Linked DNA regions of Triticum aestivum: region 1 is linked to region 2. The links are chromatin contacts, called in public Hi-C maps. All regions are on one chromosome and are shown on one strand. The core of a region is the stretch at or near the end of the contact, and the rest is flanking DNA. Distances in the headings are between cores, read along the strand shown. Region 1 holds the start of LOC123090879 (probable histidine kinase 4). Region 2 has its middle 35 kb from the start of LOC123090879.

Region 1 (4,354 bases), core at 287-2,786, 35 kb before region 2:
ACCGGCAGTTCTACAGTGGAGTAGTAGAACAGAGGAGAGAAATGCATTGATCGAGGGGAGGGGAAGCCTCACCCGGCGGTAGCAGCGACACGATCCTCCACCTTGGCATCCGGGGGGAGGTCGACAAGGTAGACAGGGAACGTCAGTACCACGCCCAGGTGGTTCGACATGAGCCTGAATGGCCTGGTGAGGACGGCCTTCCCGGTCGCCCTCGACCTCAGGATGTTCTCCCGGTCCTCCTGCAGCAGCAGCAACACAGACCTTCAGAGCCCCAAAAAACAAGCTGAGAAAAAACAGAGCAGAGGGAGACCAGCACAGACCTCGCCGGACATCATGTCGAGCCCCTCGATGTAGGACACCGTCTCCTGGGAGTAGATGACCGGCGCGTACTCGTCCTGAGGCGGGGACGGCTCGTGCTTCATGGTCTTGATGATCCAGCCCTGCTGCCGCTCGAAGGCCTCCCGGTCGGCGTGCATCACCCGCTGCGCGTACGCCACCCCGCTCAGCAGCGGGCGCTCGAAGGACGTCCGCGCCGTGTAGTCCGCGAAGGTGTCCTGCTCCAAGAACAAGAAGAAGCGCACGCATTAATTTAAAGCCAGAGCAACCAGCCGCGGCTGTCAATCAAATTCAATTTCAAAACGCGGAACAGGAGCTTCTTTTTGTGTAGGATGGCATGCATGCTACAGGTTGTGGTAAAACGGTACTAGCACTGGCATGGCATGTCCTTCCATGGCAGGCGCAGGCCCGGGAAGCTCTCGCATGAATTAAATGGAGAGGGAGCAGCCGCAGAGGCAGAGGCAGAGCATGTACTGCTGCATGGTCAGAGGCAGAGCATGTACTGCTGCATGAATTAAATCGGCAGAGAATTCGCGCGGCAGCGCTGCAGTGGAGCCGAGGAAGCGATAGCAATTGCTGAAGCCGTCGTCGTACGGCACACACATGGAGATGGAGGGTGGTCGGGGACGGACCTGGTCGAGCGCGGGCGGCTGCTTCTCGTAGTGGAAGGTGGCGACGAGGATGGCGAGGGCGTGGACGTGGTTGACGGAGACGGCGAACTGGTCCTGCAGCATGCGCGCGCGCTCCTCGCACATGCACACGATGCCCTCCTCGGCCTTGACCAGCGCGCCGTGGCGGAGGCTGCGGTGCAGCGCCGTCACCCCGGTCACCACCAGCACCACCCACAGCGCCGCCAGCGCCGCGCTCAGCTTCGACCTCGCGCGCCACCCCCAGCTGCCCCCCTCCTCCTCCTCCTCCCCTTCCTCCTTCTCCCCCTTCCCTGCCTCCTCCACCACCGCCGGCGCCACCGGAGCACCCTCCCCTCCTCCCACCCCCATCCCCATCCCCGCCGGCCCAACCAGCTCAGCTCACATGCGCCGCACTCCAACCCTCAGCTCAAGCAGCAGCAAGAGGATGAGACGAGAGAGAGACAGAGGGAGGGGGAGGGAGCAGGGTCGCTTTTCCCGGGCTGGCCTCGCTGCCGGCCCGCTTCTCGGGCGTGGTCGTCTGCCTGTTGCTTTTCGCCAGAGGAGAGGAGCCACGGGTGGACGATCGAATTTCCTGGATTTTATGAGATACGCTACGCGCCCGACTAAAAATAAATAAATAATCAAACCGGGCCTCCTTTTCTCCCTCCCCATCCCCGGCGGGCCCCGCATGCCTTTTGCGGCCCTGCCTGCCTCCCCGGCCCAGCAGGCCTGCCGCTGCCCCGTCCCTTTCCCTCCTCCCTCCCTTATCCGAACCCCACCCGGCCACGCCACGCCACGCCACGCCACCACCCCGTCGCCCATCGGTCCATGCATGAGTCCATCGGCCACACCGCCGGGGGCATGCACGGCTGGGACGCACCCGGGCCGCGAGCGGCGGTTCTGATTCGGTTCGTCGCCCGCCGGGATACGGTGATCCGCCTGCGGATTTTCTCATCTCATCCCATCTCGTCTGATCCCACGGGCGGTGGTGGTGGCGGTGGTGGGGACGCGCGGTCGGTCGCGGCAGCAGTCGGTTGGGCGGGGTGGGTGCGCGCGTCGCGGTCTCGGGGATCCGCTCCGTGGGGGATCCTCCCAAATCTGGCGGCGGGCCCGCGCCCACGCGCTCCACAAACGGGCGGACGGACGGAGAGGGGAGGAGGTGGCGGTCAATAGTCAACAGCGATCGATCCCTCGCTCGCTCTCGCCTCGGACGGACATATCTCGTTCTGATCCGCTTTTACTTTCACTTTGCTCGCCATCTTATTTTAGACAGGAGCACTACTGCACGGGATCAGCCAGGAGATACTAGCTGGTTAATGGATATACGTACGCGACACATAATCGGAGCTCAACCATCGTCTCCAAGCTGGTGCGTGTCGTGTCGTGTCGTGTCGTGCCAACTTACAGAGCACATACTATATCTGATCTTAAACTAGTAGTACAAGATCCATCCATATCGGCGATACCCCATGTGAGCCTTCCTTCTCCACCCCGGCGGTCTCCTGGCAGACCGCAACGACCGGAGCTCGCCGGCAGGGCTGTCTAGCGAGCAATTCCAGCTTAGTCTATGTCCATCCATCCATGCATGGTTCCAGGCCGAGCCGGACACATATAATAAGCACAGAAGAATGTCCGAAAGCAGGGCGGGATACGGAGAACGCGATCGTCGCCTTTTTCTTTTCTGCACAGAAAGGCCCCAACATTTCCGCATAGAGAAATGCGCCACGCGCAGCGCCGTGTTAGCGGAGCATTATTTATGCTAACTGCTGTTCCGGCTAACGTATTCTAAGCGCCAGAGCATCTCTCGGCCACATGCATAGCATAGGTCGCCCATTGCTTAAACAATGCCCTTAATTTTTAACGGCGCCTACAGTTCCAGTAGCGTAGCCTTCGGTTGGGTGAGACACGATCAAAGCTTTTGTTTGTTTATTGCAATAAGCTGCACGGGGGGCATCGCGTAAGCCGTACACTAGTTACCCGGCACGTTGCGAGCGGCTTTGTTAATTTGGACGTCTCGTTCGTGTATGCTCTTGCTTGTTGCCGCATGCGCCCGTTGATCGTGTATTATTATTATTATTATCAGAGGAGTATTTTAGGATCAGGCGTGCGTGTGCCGGGTTTATGCGCGTTTTCACTCGCTTTTAGTTTTAGATGGGCGCGCGCTTCGTTTGCACTCTACTCTAGCTACTATAGGGGTGTGAACTGTGAAGCATAGCGTCGCTTTCCGGCCGGCCGGGCAGATGGTTACTTTCGGGCGCCTTACTTAAAATACACATAGTATGAGAAAATAATAACAAATCATACCATACCATACCATGCAACCTCAGCTACCGCCGTTGGCGCCGTAAGTCTTGTAGATGCATGGCATGACAGGCATCGACCGTGCGATCGATCATCTTCCTCGTCGCTGTCTATCAAGCGGGAAAACAACATGGATGATCGTAGGTAGTACAGTAGTAGCAAGCGATCGCGCGCACACTGACACGCACCGTCCCGGCCCGACACTGCGATCTACCTACCGCAACGGCCGGCCACCGCGCCCGTACGTCACGCAGGAAATGCCATGCCCAGGCGGGGTTGCCCCAAGCCTACCGGCCGGCGCCAGGTTGGTGGGCGAGACCACCACGCCGGCGGCACGGAGGACGGCGTGAGGTCGTCTACTACGGCTACGGCTAGCTAGGCACGCACAAGTGGCCTCCGTCCCATGAAACGGCCGACCGGTCGCCACTCGCGAGTGGTCAGTGGTCACCCGCGCGCTGGGCCTTCACGTGAAGGTGGCAACGATAATGCGGTCCCTCCCGCCTCAGGCGCCCGGCAGTGCCGGATTTGTAGTACAGTAGTACTTGCTTTTTATCTGCGGCAGCACCTCACACCAAAACCCTACGCTGGTTGGGTTAGAGCATATACACCCGAGTGGGCACTATCTGAACGCAGCCGAGTGGGTACTTTTTTTTCGGGGATAAAGGGAGTTTTATTGCAAATGAATAGAGTTACAGTCGAGAGGCCAAATGTCCTTGATACATGATGGAGCCAAACCAAGCCACACAGCCGTAGCTCTTTCAGACCGGCTATATTTCGCCAGGCGATCGGCAACTCTATTTTGGAGCCTACTAATTTTTTGTGGAAAAAACTCCCTATTACCAAGTAGATCCTTGATCTCCCGAACTATATGACCGAATAATAAGTGAACCAACGCACCATTTGTCAAGCTGGACATGGCTTCAGAGGAGTCTGTTTGCACGACCACCGGAAGATCGGAATGCTGGATGGACAAGGCCATACCCTGCATGATTGCATGTAGCTCAGCTTCGAGTGGGTCGTTGCAGTGAAAAATATATCGATACGCGGCCATCAGAATCTCCCCTTTATCATTCCTAAGCACCATCCCC
Region 2 (5,055 bases), core at 1,098-3,597:
CAGCGCTTTTATTTTTTCCTGACGTAGGCCCATAACTTACCTAGGCCTAGTTGCTGCGGGTGGGGGCCCCTGGATCTTGGGGGCCCGGGGCGGCCGCCCCCCCTGCCCCCCCTCAGGGCCGGCCCTGATCAAGGACACACAGGTGTTCGTCAACTGCATGGCTGTGGCAGTAAAAGCATCCCCGCCTCCGAGGTCACTTACAAAAGAAGGAAGAGCACACAGTTCAAGTTCTAGTAGAGAATCGTTGTTTAAATGGTTCTCAAATCCTAGTTGGCACCCATGTCGAAATCTAGTAGAAAAAACTTACATTGTTAAGATGGGGAAGGAAGAGATATTGCACTCAATGACAAAAAGGTCTCACATGGGAAAAAGTTAAAGGCTACGGTTTATGACGATTCTGTGTTTGCGCATCGCCTTGCCAACCTCTACAATATTATGGAGCGCACTCCACACACGTTATGAATACAGTGACTATGCTAGAGTTACTCTCAATGATGTCAATTTTCATCACACAAAAGTTTTTTTTATTTTACTACCGATCATTCCAGAATTTGAGGAACTGTTGAACAAATTATGATAATTAAAGTCAAATTCATTTGTGAGCTATATTTTTACCGGAATGTAAATTTTGATGTACCCATAAGATTATCAATAATTTTGAATATATGTGAGAAATGATCTATTTAAAATGGAAGGCCGTCACTAGGGGAAAAAGTTGCCCTCTCCATGGGTTACGCGGGGAGGGCTCGACGCCACTCGGTCGACATGTTGGGATGTCCGTTTTTATTTCCTAAGAAGGTACCCATTTCTGCATGAGGACATATGATGAGTTTTTCTTCTTCTTCTTCTTAACAAAAGCTCAAATGGAGACAAATATTAAGCCAAAAGTCCAAGTTATGAATCGTTCTATTTCTCGCGGTGATATCTTCGAAATTAGTTCCATGTTTTTTACATGTTTAACTGGATTTATTAAGTCAAGGCTTAAACGTTGTTTTTAAATGGGGAAATATGAGAGTTATTTTTTTCTGAAGGAAGTAAAAGACTTTTGATCATGCATGTAATGAAAATGCAAGCAATCTCGGTGTTTTTCTGCTGGATTTTTTTGATTTATTCATCATCTATCATAGCACTACATGGAACGCTATAAAAAGTAAAAAAAAAAATCAAACGCTGCGAGAGGGAACGGACATATCGACAAAGCGAATCTAACATGAGACACACGAACAAAGCGCAGCCATCGTTGATGTCGCGATCCATGTCATCATCCACCCATATTGCAACTCATATTGTAAAATCCATACTTATCTATCACCATATTTACCAGCACACAATTATAATAGAGGGAAACGACATGCATGCTCCTTTCTGGTGGTGCTAGGGTGTGCCGAAAGTTTTGCCGGAGACAAAAAAATGTCCACCTCAATTTCCGCCGAATATAAATAGCCGTCTCAAAAACACGTCACTGCATGTGGGCTCCGTCTCAATTTTTCGCTTTTCCAAATGTGTGTAGCATTTGGGCAAAGCGAAGCATAGCCTTGTTGCGAGCAAGGACAGCAGCCTATTCACGAGCCAGCGGAAGTAGGCGGGCGGAACCGGAATAATAATTGTGCACGGTGCAATGATCTCACTCACCACGAGATCGCGATATGTCCCTTTTATCGCTTCGGCAAGACAAGGAAAAGTCTGAGGACCCACCACCTCCGATCCGGGAAGCTTTGCGTCTGCCTTTTCCATGTGTGCTCCAAGTTGCATTTTTTTCTTTTATTTTTTCTTTCTCAAGGAAAAGCTCAAGAGTTAAGAGGGGGTCCTGTTTCCGCCGATGACAACTCGTGGATGGAAATCACCTTGGAAGCTTTCTACACTGGGAAGCCGTTTCAACTGCTACTTCTAGAGCGGCGCCGGCCGTTGGATTCGTAGGGGATAGTAATGGACGGCGAGCTTATAGCCACGGAAATCGGGAGGCCAGAGCTTATCGTTGCCAAATGGCAACGGCAACGGGCAAGCGAGACAAAAACTGTCCGGTCCATCGTCCATCATGGATGGGACATGGGACATGGAGCAAAGCAATAGTGCGAGGAAACATGGCGCCAGTGCGCGCGCAAAGCGGCCAATAATCGGTGGCATGAGGAACGGCTAGCTGGTTTGCGTTGCGGGGCCGTATCCTCGATAGAGTAGAGCTTTTCTCAAGGCGAACAGAGGCGATTTTGTCGAGTGGCGGCTGGTTTCTTGCGGCGATTTGCTTGTCATGTCAGCGCGAGGATCTCGGTTAAGGTTCAGACTGCCCAATAGTATTGGTTGTTGGCCGATTTGGACTGCTGGTGGTGCATACAATTATTGGCACATGCATGTGTTGTGTCGTGCCGCCGGTGCCATCAGATCGCAATTCGCAAAGCAGTGTAATAGACTACACGTATGGCTTCAAATCAATCACGATCGCCCAGTTTTTTTCTCTCTACTAGACTAGAGATTCAAACGCACCATGCTCTACCTGGCCAACAGTGGGCCAAGGATTCATGGGGACTCTGCACGAACCGGCCGGTGGTAGTGACACTGTACATGTGCGCCCACTCGCACTGGAGTCGAGCGAGAATGTGTGGTCTGATATGGATGATGCGCTGCCACTACGGCCGCGCCGGGCCATGCATTGCCGTCACGGAGGCCCTTGTCGGTGATCTTCCGGGAGAAACTTTGCCAAGATACGCCTCGTCAAAAAACGAATCAAAACCATGGTGGGGGAGGCGCGAAAAGGAAAAAGGAAACCTCACTTGCTGCAAAGTCAGCGCGCGCTTTCGCTCTCTCTCTTTTTTACTTACCTTTGCTATCATCTTGCCGCCGGTGCTGGCCTTTTACGACTTGGCACACGGCGGGCGCCCCTTTGTTTCCTCTTGCCGTCTTGCGGTGCTTGTGCAGTTGTGCTTCGTGGAATCGGATGCGTGATGTGTCAAAGGGTCAACGTTAGAGAAGGTCTCCGTTCCTTGAGAAACCGAGAGTAGCTTCTCTTGATCAATTCATCAGGGACTACGCAATCTACTTTTGTTCTTTATAAGGGGCGAGTACGTAATCTAGTTGCATGAACACGAACAAAATCTGGCTAAAATCTACTTGCATGAATACAAACAAAATCTGACGGGCCTAGCAGCCAGCAACGGTATTCTAGACTAGAAAAGCAGCCAGCCGGCCATGCACGACTCTATATTTCATGGCCGAGTAGCTGAACCTAGGCAAATATTTACTAGTACTATATACTTATTAGCAGTTTTTTTTTGACACATGAAACACCTAGCATTCCATTAGCTAGTGGTCCGGGCTAAATAGTCTGCCACAACACCCATTACATCATGCCCTCCTCTCGCCATGCATGTCTGATCTGGTTCCTTTCATGCCACCACAAGTGGCGAAGATGCCACCATCGGGCTTGTTCAGACCTCTACCAGTCCCGCCTCACGCCATATAGTTCTGACCCATTTGCATCGGAAGAAAAAGTGGTCGCCGTCCTCAAAGAGGAGAGCTCGGCGAGTCCAGATTGGCGCAAAAAAGTGTGGGTTGCGATATGGAAGGTTAGCTGCCCAGGCAAGATTCACCACTTCCTATGGTGCTTGAACTGTACATGCGGTGTGTTGTTTGTGGGCACACCCTGCTGTGTCTCTGATCATGTCCGTATGCACCCTGTAGACCAACTTAACAGAGATATATTTATTAGCAGTTGTAACAAAGGGGATGGCTCTTTATTCCATTCAAACGGGACTATTGCGTCAACACTGACTTTGAAACAATAATGTAAAAGGACTTTTTTTTCAAACTCATGTGAAATGGGTTTTGAATAAGAAAACTCTATCCAACCTAATTTTGAGTTTGACCGGTGTTATTATGGGCCGGTCCATTTGGGTTTTCTGTATAAAGATGTGCACCGGGCTTACTAGAAAGGTTGTTGTTGTCAGGCCATAGGCGCTACTTTGTCTCGCTTATAGCGAGACAGAACCGCGCTCCGAGAGGTCCTATTGGAACAACCACCTCTCGATGGATAGCTGTGTTGCTAGTCAGTAGAGATAGAGACTGACTGTGGCTAAAACGCAACACTAAACTTAAAGTGCTAAGTACAACAACAGTTTTGTCTTATTTCAATTTTGTCAACATTTCTTGGAAAAAAGGTGAATATTTTTGTAAAATGCGAATTATCTTTGAAAATTTTGATTTTTTAAAAATTTGAACAAACTTTCAAATCATAAATAACTTTTGAAAAAAGTGATTTTTTGAAAAACATGAGCAAACATTCGAAATTCTGAATATTTATTGATTTTCTTATATACGAAGATTTTTTAAATATATGCTGAACAATTTTAATGCTCACTGGACATTCTTATGATATACGCTGAACAATATTTAAATACGCACATAACATTTTATGGTATATGCTGAACAATACTTAAATGCACATTGAACATTTTGTGATATACGCTGAACAATTTTAAAATACACAATGAACATTTTTATGATATGTGCTGATTCTTTTTAATACACAATATATATTTTTTAAAATACGCTGAACATTTTCTAAATATAAGAGAAATGTTTTCTTAATATAGGGTGAACGTTTCCTTAAACTATACGATGAACATTTTTTTATATAAACACACAATGAACTTTGTATAACACATTAAACAATAAATAAAAATAAAAGAAATAGAAATAGAAAAGGAGAAAAAGAAAAAGAGAAAGGGCGCACTACACGTCAGCCCGATCTTTCTAAAAGATACGCCGGGTTGAGAGCCGTCAGATCCAGCGTGATCTCATGGTTGAGCATTGTCCTCACTTTTGCAACAGAGACCATGTTGCAAGTTCCCTTTTGCAACACAAGTCTTGTTGCAGATTTTATTTTTTATTTTTTTTGCAATAGAGGTCTTGTTGCATTTTTTTTGTAACACGGATCTTGTTGCATTTTTTTGTCTTCACTCTTTTGCAACATAGCTATTGTTACGGAAGAAACTTCTGTGACACATGTGATGTTGCAGAAAAAGTACAACAAAGATACAGTTGCGGAAATGCGTTCTGATAGCC

The links. Hi-C and Micro-C count contacts between places; a contact is called where the count stands out from the background.
Region 1: a Hi-C map of root shows a contact between it and region 2, with 7 times the contacts expected there. The contact joins the promoter of LOC123090879 here to the enhancer-like site in region 2. A contact is called at or near these places in 5 of 5 Hi-C or Micro-C datasets (leaf, root and an unstated tissue) and 1 of 1 datasets of contacts at active chromatin or transcription factors (leaf).

What each region holds. Positions count from the first base shown.
Region 1 is chr4B:41,512,317-41,516,670 of IWGSC CS RefSeq v2.1, reverse strand. LOC123090879 (probable histidine kinase 4) reads right to left here and starts at 1,536. Exons shown (of 11, transcript XM_044512234.1): 1 at 969-1,536; 2 at 321-554; 3 at 73-239. The coding sequence starts at 1,340.
Region 2 is chr4B:41,477,338-41,482,392 of IWGSC CS RefSeq v2.1, reverse strand. No RefSeq gene overlaps it. Among protein-coding and RNA genes, the nearest start is that of LOC123090879, 35 kb to the left of the region's middle. Within about 2 kb of position 2,347, at least 5 of the 8 cell types and tissues checked have an H3K27ac peak or open chromatin away from gene starts, as enhancers often do. A contact at or near this core is called in leaf and root, where this site is marked.